2 separate regions of the Callithrix jacchus genome follow, and region 1 is linked to region 2. Evidence: chromatin contacts called from public Hi-C data. All regions are on one chromosome and are shown on one strand. Each heading gives the region's core, a stretch centred on a gene start, on an enhancer-like site or on the middle of the called end of the contact. The rest is flanking DNA. Distances are from core to core; before and after follow the strand shown. Region 1 holds the start of TMEM131 (transmembrane protein 131). Region 2 overlaps TMEM131 (transmembrane protein 131).

Evidence for each region. Hi-C and Micro-C count contacts between places; a contact is called where the count stands out from the background.
Region 1: a contact with region 2 is called in a Hi-C map of skeletal muscle, with 2.8 times the contacts expected there. The contact joins the promoter of TMEM131 here to the enhancer-like site in region 2. A contact is called at or near these places in 2 of 3 Hi-C or Micro-C datasets (both in skeletal muscle).

What each region holds. Positions count from the first base shown.
Region 1 is chr14:7,319,979-7,324,089 of calJac240_pri, reverse strand. It overlaps TMEM131 (transmembrane protein 131), which reads left to right and starts at 1,962. Exons shown (of 40, transcript XR_013526314.1): 1 at 1,962-2,433.
Region 2 is chr14:7,180,082-7,184,189 of calJac240_pri, reverse strand. All of the region lies in intron 4 of TMEM131 (transmembrane protein 131), which reads left to right. Among named protein-coding and RNA genes, the nearest start is that of TMEM131, 140 kb to the left of the region's middle. Within about 2 kb of position 2,114, at least 1 of the 16 cell types and tissues checked has an H3K27ac peak or open chromatin away from gene starts, as enhancers often do. A contact at or near this core is called in skeletal muscle, where this site is marked.

The sequences.
Region 1 (4,111 bases), core at 713-3,212, 140 kb before region 2:
TGACCAGGATGGTCTCGATCTCTTGACCTCGTGATCCACCTGCCTCGGCCTCCCAAAGTGCTGAGATTACAGGCGTGAACCACTGCGCCCCGCCTTTAAATAGGTTTGGGTTGGTTTTTTTGTTTTGTTTTTGAGATTGAGTCTCGCTCCGGGGCCACAGGCACATGCCCAGCTAATTTTTGTATTTTTAGTAGAGACGCGGTTTCACCATGTTGGCCTGGATGGTCTAGATCTCCGGACCTAGTGATCCGGATAATAGTTATTCCTAGTTCATCAAAACAAAATTTGACTACTCAATTTTAAGACTAATACTAAAAAAAGTAAAATTGCTTATTTACTTTTGGGGATGGAGTTTTGCTCTCGTGCAGGGTATAGTGCTGTGCTGCGATCTTGGTTCACTGCAACTTCAGCCTCTCGGGTTTAAGCAATTTCAGGCAGGGGCAGACTGCGCTTTCGAATACCCAGTAACCAGATATTCGATCCGCCCGCCTTGGCCTCCCAAAGTGCTGGGATTAAAAGCGTGAGCCACAGCACCCAACCTAAAAGTGCGTTTTAAAATCATCAGGGTAAGGTCATATAAATACATATTAATTTATGAATAAATTTAAGTGCTTGCTTGACACTGGGGGCTACATCATAGAGTAGATTCCGGAGTCCCTTTTTTTAAGTCTTTCTGAAACCTTATTTTCCTATCTAGCTTGTTCTGAGACGTACTATGGGCAGGCTTGGCCTTACAAACATACCGACTCACTCAACAAATACAACTGAGGAAAGCAAAATGTCTCTGGGCTAGGAGCTGGGAGGAAGTTATTAAGATGAGTAAAGAAGGACCCCCTGAAGATATTAAGTCTTGGAGAGAATAGCCACGCACACCAAGAACCTCAACTTAAGACGAAAAGCGTATCTAAGAGGCATGAAATGGCTCGTGAAGAAAACAGACGTCTTAAGAATTCTTCCAGACCCAGTGGAGTGGCTCACGCCTGTGATCCCAGCACTTAGGAAGGCCGAGGCAGGCAGATTGCTGGAGCCCAGGAGTTCGAGACCGGCCTGGCCAACACAGTGAGACACTGTCTCTTAAAATAAAAATTAGCCTGGTGTGGTGGTGGGCGGCAAAACCAGACCCTGTCTCGAAGGAGAGAAAAAAGCAAGGAAAGGAAGGAGGAAAGGAAAGGAAAAAGAATTCTTCCTCGAGAGAGGAAGCCAGTTACTGGATATTCGAAAGCGCAGTCTGCCCCTGCCTTCTCCGTCCAGGGTCACTGACGCTTTCTGCATACACAACGTGTTGCGCGGCAAAGTGGACATAAGCCAAGGCAAGAGGACTCCATCAAGCATCTCCTGGGTACCACGATTTGGAAAACCCAATGATGAGTTCGGTGGGCCACCATCCTCAAGGAAGCACCATCAGGAACTGAGTCGGGCCCGGGGTATTCTTGACGTCAAAGAGGCCGAGGCGGGGATGCCACCAGGAGGAGTCACTGGAACAGAACTTCCGCGCTCGTCTTGCGGTCCGGATGCGCACTCAAACCCCTGGAAGGCTCTCGCCCTGTAGGGCAGAGCAGGCAGGCTTGTGACCACGCCAGAGAAGCGGACAACCCTCCTGTCGCCCTGGAACCCCACCCCTGCCCCGCCCACGCACCGCGGCGGCTGCGCGGCGAGGCCGCCCCGTCCCCACGTGATCGCCGTCACCGCCTCCGCGAAGCGGAAGCCGCCATCATAAGTCCTGGCGGCTGGACCGAGTCCTGCCTCCCTCCTCCTCCCGCGCCGGGCAGAGGTAACGGGCTGGGGTTGTGCTGTCCTGGTTCTGTCTGGCCATGAAGTCGCAAGCCTCCGAGAGTGGAACGAGGAGGCAGGGCCCAAGCGCTCGCGGACGGACAGACTGACCGGCGGACCGCCCAAGTGTCGGCAGGGCGGAGGCGGTGCCCAGAGCCGCGCCCCGCCCCTCGCAAGCCAGCTCTCAGCCCGTGGCCCTTGCCCGTTTCCAGTATGGCCGCCCGCCGCGCCTGACCCGCGGACTCTCCGCTCCCACTCCTCATAGGCGATGCCCAGGCCGAGGCTGTGACTGACACTCCAGCTCACACGCACGCACGGACCTAGGCCTACGAGCGGAGCCCGAGCCCTGGGCTCGGAACCGTTGTCGTTCCCTGCGCCGCGGCCAGAGCCCGGACCACGGCTTCCGTGCCGCCGCTGTCGCCTTGCCGAGAAGGGCCGCGCCGGATCTCGAGCGCGGCGGCCTCCGGCCGGCAGGGATGGGGAAGCGGGCGGGAGGAGGAACAGCCGGAGCCGCCGCAGCCGCCACCTCCACGTCCGCCGGTACCGGGCTGGAACCCACTGCCGGCCGTAGCGGGGGCCCGCGAAGCGCGGCCGCCGGCCTCCTGGGAGCGCTGCACCTGGTGATGACCCTTGTAGTGGCCGCGGCGCGGGCCGAGAAGGAAGGTGGGTGTCCGCTGGCGGCGTCCCTGCGGCGGGGCTGTCACCACGCTCTCGCGGAGGCCGGGCGGGCTGGGCCGGGAGGAAGGGCCGCGGCCGGGGCTCCGGCGCGAAGTTGGGCGGTCGGGTACCGTCCCAAGCCAGGACCTCGCGTCACCCGCCGCACGGGGTGGCCCTCGCTCTCCGTGATTCCTTCCCCTGTCTCCTGTCACTGCCATTTCAAAACTTCCTGAGTTCTCTTACGTTCTTGCCACTTGACCGGCTACGTTGGAGGGGCATATTTTTAGCTTTATTTCGGCTAATTGGTACATTTTAGGGCACTACTGTTTTCTTGATTGAGGTTTTAAAAACGTGCAGACAGAGCTTAATTTAAAATGTTGTGGTAAAAATAGTGAGACACAGGTTACAAAATTTCACTTTAAATTTGTTCAGACACTTCTTTGAGAGGGACCGTGGTCCTGTAGCTTCCTCCTTTGGTAACTCTTTGCGGTATTGGTGACTTTATTTTTATACCTAAATACAGTTCCATTTAACTCTGTAGTAAGCTGTCGAAAGCCTGTTTACATTTCTTTAAAATATGTAATTCGGTGCGTTTATCTTTGATGTGAAAGTCTTTAAAAATTAATGTGAATTTGCCAGCTTGCAAGCCTTTATCTATAATTTACAGTTAAAGGTTAGCTCCTATTTTGAAAAACTCTCATTAGTATTGTGCAAAATGGGTACTTGGACAGGGTCAGAAATTATTTTGTAATCCTGAAGACCAAATCAGTGTAATTCATCTCCACTACCTGCTTTTGAGCCAAGGGACATGTGAATGGTTACAGAGCCTTCATGAAGGATTCACTAAATGAATAGTTAAAAAAAAAAAAAAAAAAAAAACTAAGCAAAACTTGTTTAGCTACCATTTCGCATGAAACTGTACAAGAAAACAGTTTCTTGCCACGGTAACTTTAGAGTTAACATTCTACTTTACGACTAAAGTCACTTGGTTTTCATTGCTATTGAGGTAAAAGCAAATACAAAGCAAATTATTATTAAAGTGCAAATGTGCTTCAGTTTACTGTTTTTTTTTGTTTTGTTTTGTTTTTTTTGTCCACAGCACTACATTCTCTTATTTAACTCTGTAAGCAATTTTAGTCTGGGTTAACATTGGTGGAAATTACTCAAAGAATTTCCATCTATAAAAAGGATTAATTGATGGAAGCAAGATTATTTCCAGAATAAAACATTGCTGCTTTAAGACTAGTCAGGCCTGGGGTTGTCATAATACATAATTGGCTACAGATCTGCAGTTAGTTGGGTGTTCTTTCTTATGCGTGATCATGGTACCTAGCATTTTGGCAGGTAGTGGGTGTTCATTGAACCCAAAATAATGCAGTAATTTAATGGACATTTTTTTGTGGGGGGCTTCAAGTAGACCTTGGTGAGTGTGGTGTCCTTGTTTTTCTGTTCCTTTGCTTACCTTGCAGTGTCAGACACACGGCTCTTAGCCTTTGTTTGAGTGAGTGACTGTTTTCATGCGCCCTTAGCACAGGGAAATGAAATAATGGTTGAATCTAGTAAAGCATTAAGTTTGTATTTTGTTCTACTGCTGCTTATTTTTCTAACAGCCATTTTATATGCTAATAAAACTTTACTCTGGGTGAAGTTAAGTAAACAAAACTTTTGTTTGAGAACTGTCAGC
Region 2 (4,108 bases), core at 865-3,364:
CTGCCTCAGCCTCCCGAGTAGCTGGAATTACAGGCACCTGCCACCACACCCAGCCAATTTTTTATGATTAGTAGAGACAGGGTTTCACCATATTGGCCAGGCTGGTCTCGAACTCCTGACCTCATGATTCTCCCGCCTCAGCCTCCCAAAGTGCTGGAATTACAGGCGTGAGCCACCGCACCCAGCCTCATTCCTAATTCTTTAGCACATATTGCCATATGGTTGATCCTTTAACAACATGGTGTGCCAGGGGCATGGGCTCCCTGCCACTGTGTGGTTAAAAACTCACATATAACTTTTGACTCCCCAAAAACTTAACTACTAATAGCCTACTTTTGACCAGAAGCCTTACTGATAATATAAACACTCAGTTAATACATATCTTTTATGTTATAGTTATTATATTTACTGTATTTTTACAAGAAAGAAAGCTAAAGAAAAAATGTTAAGAAAACCATATGGAAATTCCCATTCATTAAGTGGAACTGGGTCATCATAAAGGTCTTCACCTCATCTTCACGTTGAGTAGGCTGAGGAGGAGATGTTGGTCTTACTGTCACAGGTGGCAGAAAATCTGTGTAGACCCTCACAGTTCAAACCCATATTGTTCAAGGGTCAACTGTATAAGGACATTCTGCGTAACTACAGTACCGTTATTGACATTGTAAGAAAATTAATAGTAATTACCAAGTGCTTTTAGTCTCCCTCTGTTTTGGTCAAGGCTGTAGTTGTTCATTTGTAAGTGACAGAAATCTGAAACTAATTGAGGCAAAAATGAGAATATATTGAAAGGAATGCTGAGGACCATAATATTTGCAGAAAAATCAGGGATGCAGCTGGCACCTGGGAACAACAGCATTCACTTGCTCTACCACCAGCAGGAGTCTTCTATCTCTTATTTCTGCCTCCCTGTGTATTGGCTTATTCTCTCTCACTGCCAGTATCCTTTTCCTCAGCGATGGGAAGAAATTCGCTGACTGCTCTTCAGCCTTGCATTCTGTGTCTTCCATTCACTGGGAAGCTCTGGGTTAGAAACTGTCTTCTCTCTGCTTCCATGGTGGTGTTAATCCTGCTGAGATGAGATGGAGCCCCACCCAGAATTTGGTTCAGAAATCAAGACTGTTGATGTCACACATGCACACACACCAGCAGGGTAAAAAGGTTTATTGTACTCACTGATTGAAGCTTCTAGGGGATGACCATGGTAGGGAGATGGGAGAAAGGGCTGGAGAGAGCAGAGAAGGAAGACTAGCTTTGTTTTACGGTGTTTAGGGAGCAAGGCTGGAGTGGGTTTGCATGATTGGTACTTCTCACTAGCTCCAAGAGAGAATGTGCGGGCTTTCTTATTGGCTTGCCCAGATGTGGAGCAGAAGGTAAAGGCGCATCACTGGGGCTTGAAAACTGTCAGCAGTCAAAGATAAGAAATGGAGTTAGTGTCTGTATAACTCACGGCATCTTCTAAAGAGTATCAGGCCTTTCAGTAAGGGTGCATCTAGAATTTGCCTTGCTTCTTTCTTGACCCCAGTGCTGACTCCTCTCATTACCCTGATCATCCTACTCCCCTCTAGCATTTGTTTCACAACAAGCTAATAAAATTCGCTTTGTTTTCAGCCTCTTTGTTTAAATTTATTCTTTAATCCTACCTTTTATTCTCTCTGCCCTCCATCCCTTTCTCTTCTCCTCTTTTTTTTCCCCCTTTCTCTTCTCCTCTTTTTTTTCCCCCTTTCTCTCCCCCTCTTTTTTCCCCCCCTTTCTCCTCCTCTCTTCTTGTAACAATCCCATGGAGCAATCTAGACACCACTGGCTCCCCTTCCATTCCCCCCGTACCACCACCCCCACCCCACCGCCTGGCCAGTTTTTAGGCCAGTGCTGTTAAATGGTTTTCTGTTTCCATAGCAGCTCTTGTGATTGCCTGATGGATTCTTCCTGCCCGCTATACAGACAAAACCAGTTCACTTAAGACCATGGTATTGCAATAAAGAGTTTTATTAACACAAGGGCAGCTACAAAGGAGATGGATTTATTACTTAAATCAGTCTCCCTGAAGGCTTAGAGATTAGGGTTTTTCAAGGATAGTTTTGTGGGCAGGGGGTGAGGGAATGAGGAATATTGATTGGTTGGGGATGGAATCGTAGGGGTTTGGAAAATGGTCCTCCTGCTCTGAGTCAGCCTCTGGGTTGGGGCCAGAGGACCAGTTGAGTCAGCCAGTTGTCAGAAATGCAAAAGTCTGAAAGGATCTCTCAAAAGACCAATCTTAGGTTCTACAGTAATAATACTACCTACAGGAGTGATTGGGAAACTTAGAAATCTCATGATCTTCCAAACAATGGCCGGTTATCCTAGGCCCCTCTCATAACCCTAACCTTATGACCTTTCATTAGTTTTCAAAAGCAGTTTAGTTTTGGGAAAGGTTATTATCATTTTGCTTTAAGGTTAGACTGTAAACTGAATTCCTCCCAAAGTAGCTTTGCCTGTGCCTAGAAATGACAAAGGACAGCTTGGAGATCAGAAGCAAGATGGAGTCAACTATGTCAGATTTCCCTTACTGTCATAATTTTGCAAAGGCAGTTTTACTTCTTTTTTCAAACATTTATTGCAGGCTGTGAAAGATGCTTTGGATGGAAACTTGGTTTACTGAGTTCCTTGGCTTATGTAATTATTACATTCAGAAAATCTTGGTTTCAAATCTAAAGTTTAAAGTCGTACTTCGTGACTCTAAAAACTGGACACTGAATAGACAAACTGTTGCTAAAAGTGAATATCTTTATTGTCAAGATAAATTCAGTTTATGAAAAGCATTTTTCTCTAATAACTTTTTGGTATTCTAAGAAAATCAAATAGGCCGCCAAAAGGGATGTTTGGTGCCTCCTAGCTTTTCAATTCCTACCTGCCCAATCTTTCCATAAAAGATTTTACATCAACTCCTCAGCTCAACCTTCAGCCTAGTTTGCGGTAATAGAGTGATACAAAGTACTGCATATTGATTTGGCCCAACTTCCTGCCCAAAGCTGTGCTTAACAGTGTTGTGTCACTGTCATTCATAAGGTCTGTCTCAGGGCAGTTGCTAAGCCGTTTCTTCAGCTGTTTCCTGGTGCTGCAGTGTCATCTTTCTGTGGTGTAGGGAACTTGCCATTAACCACAAAATTGCAGTTTACTTTCCAAGCTAGTCTCTAATTCTTAGCTGCTGCTTTCTAATTCTTTTGAGCCTCAGACTATTCAAAAATATGGACAGTTCGTAGTTCTGCTGCAAGAGCACAGAGAACAGCTGTATGTTTGCTTCAGCTTGGTTTATAAATACTTCATGCTGTCCCTTTGGCCCTGCTTCTGTCTTTGGACAGCCAGTAATGGACACAAACAGGAGTAACACTGGCAGGCATTTGGAAATCTTTATTTTTAAATTTTACCTGTTTAGCCAAGTACTCATACATCCTGCTTATGATAGGCAGAATTCTAAGATAGGCCGCAATTCCAGAAATTTCTGGCCTCTAATTTACCTATACCTACTACATTCTCCTAGTTATTCAATCAAACACTGATCTAGGTATTCTTATAAAGGGTTCTGAAACTGTAACTAAGGCCCCAAATCAGTTGATCTTTAAGTTAGATTTTTTTGGGTGGGCCTGGCCTAATCCATGAGCCTTTAAAATTTGGCTTTAACAATCAGAAACAGAAATGTCATATATTTGAGGTAAGGGAGATACTGGATGCAAGAGAGTTTCTTTGTGCTGTTTTTGAAAATGGTAGGGTCATATGGCAAGAGACTAAGAGCAACCTGAATTTATCGACAATCAAAATGAATTTAAAAGAACTTAAGAACTTAGAGCTTCAGCTGAGGACACATCTTGCCAACACCTTCAATTCCTTCTTCTGAGACCTCGAGCAAATAAACCAGCCATTCTTACAGAATTGTAAGATAATAAATGGGCATTGTTTTAAGCCTCAAAGTTTGTGGTAATTTGTTACATAGCACAGAATATTAACGCATTTTGAATTTACAACTAATCATATACTTTCCATGATGTCGATTCTGCTCATGTCACCAAAGGAACAGAGGATGGCGAGGGGCAAGGCAAGCTGTTCCTATGAGGTCTGTGAGCAAGTCTGTCCA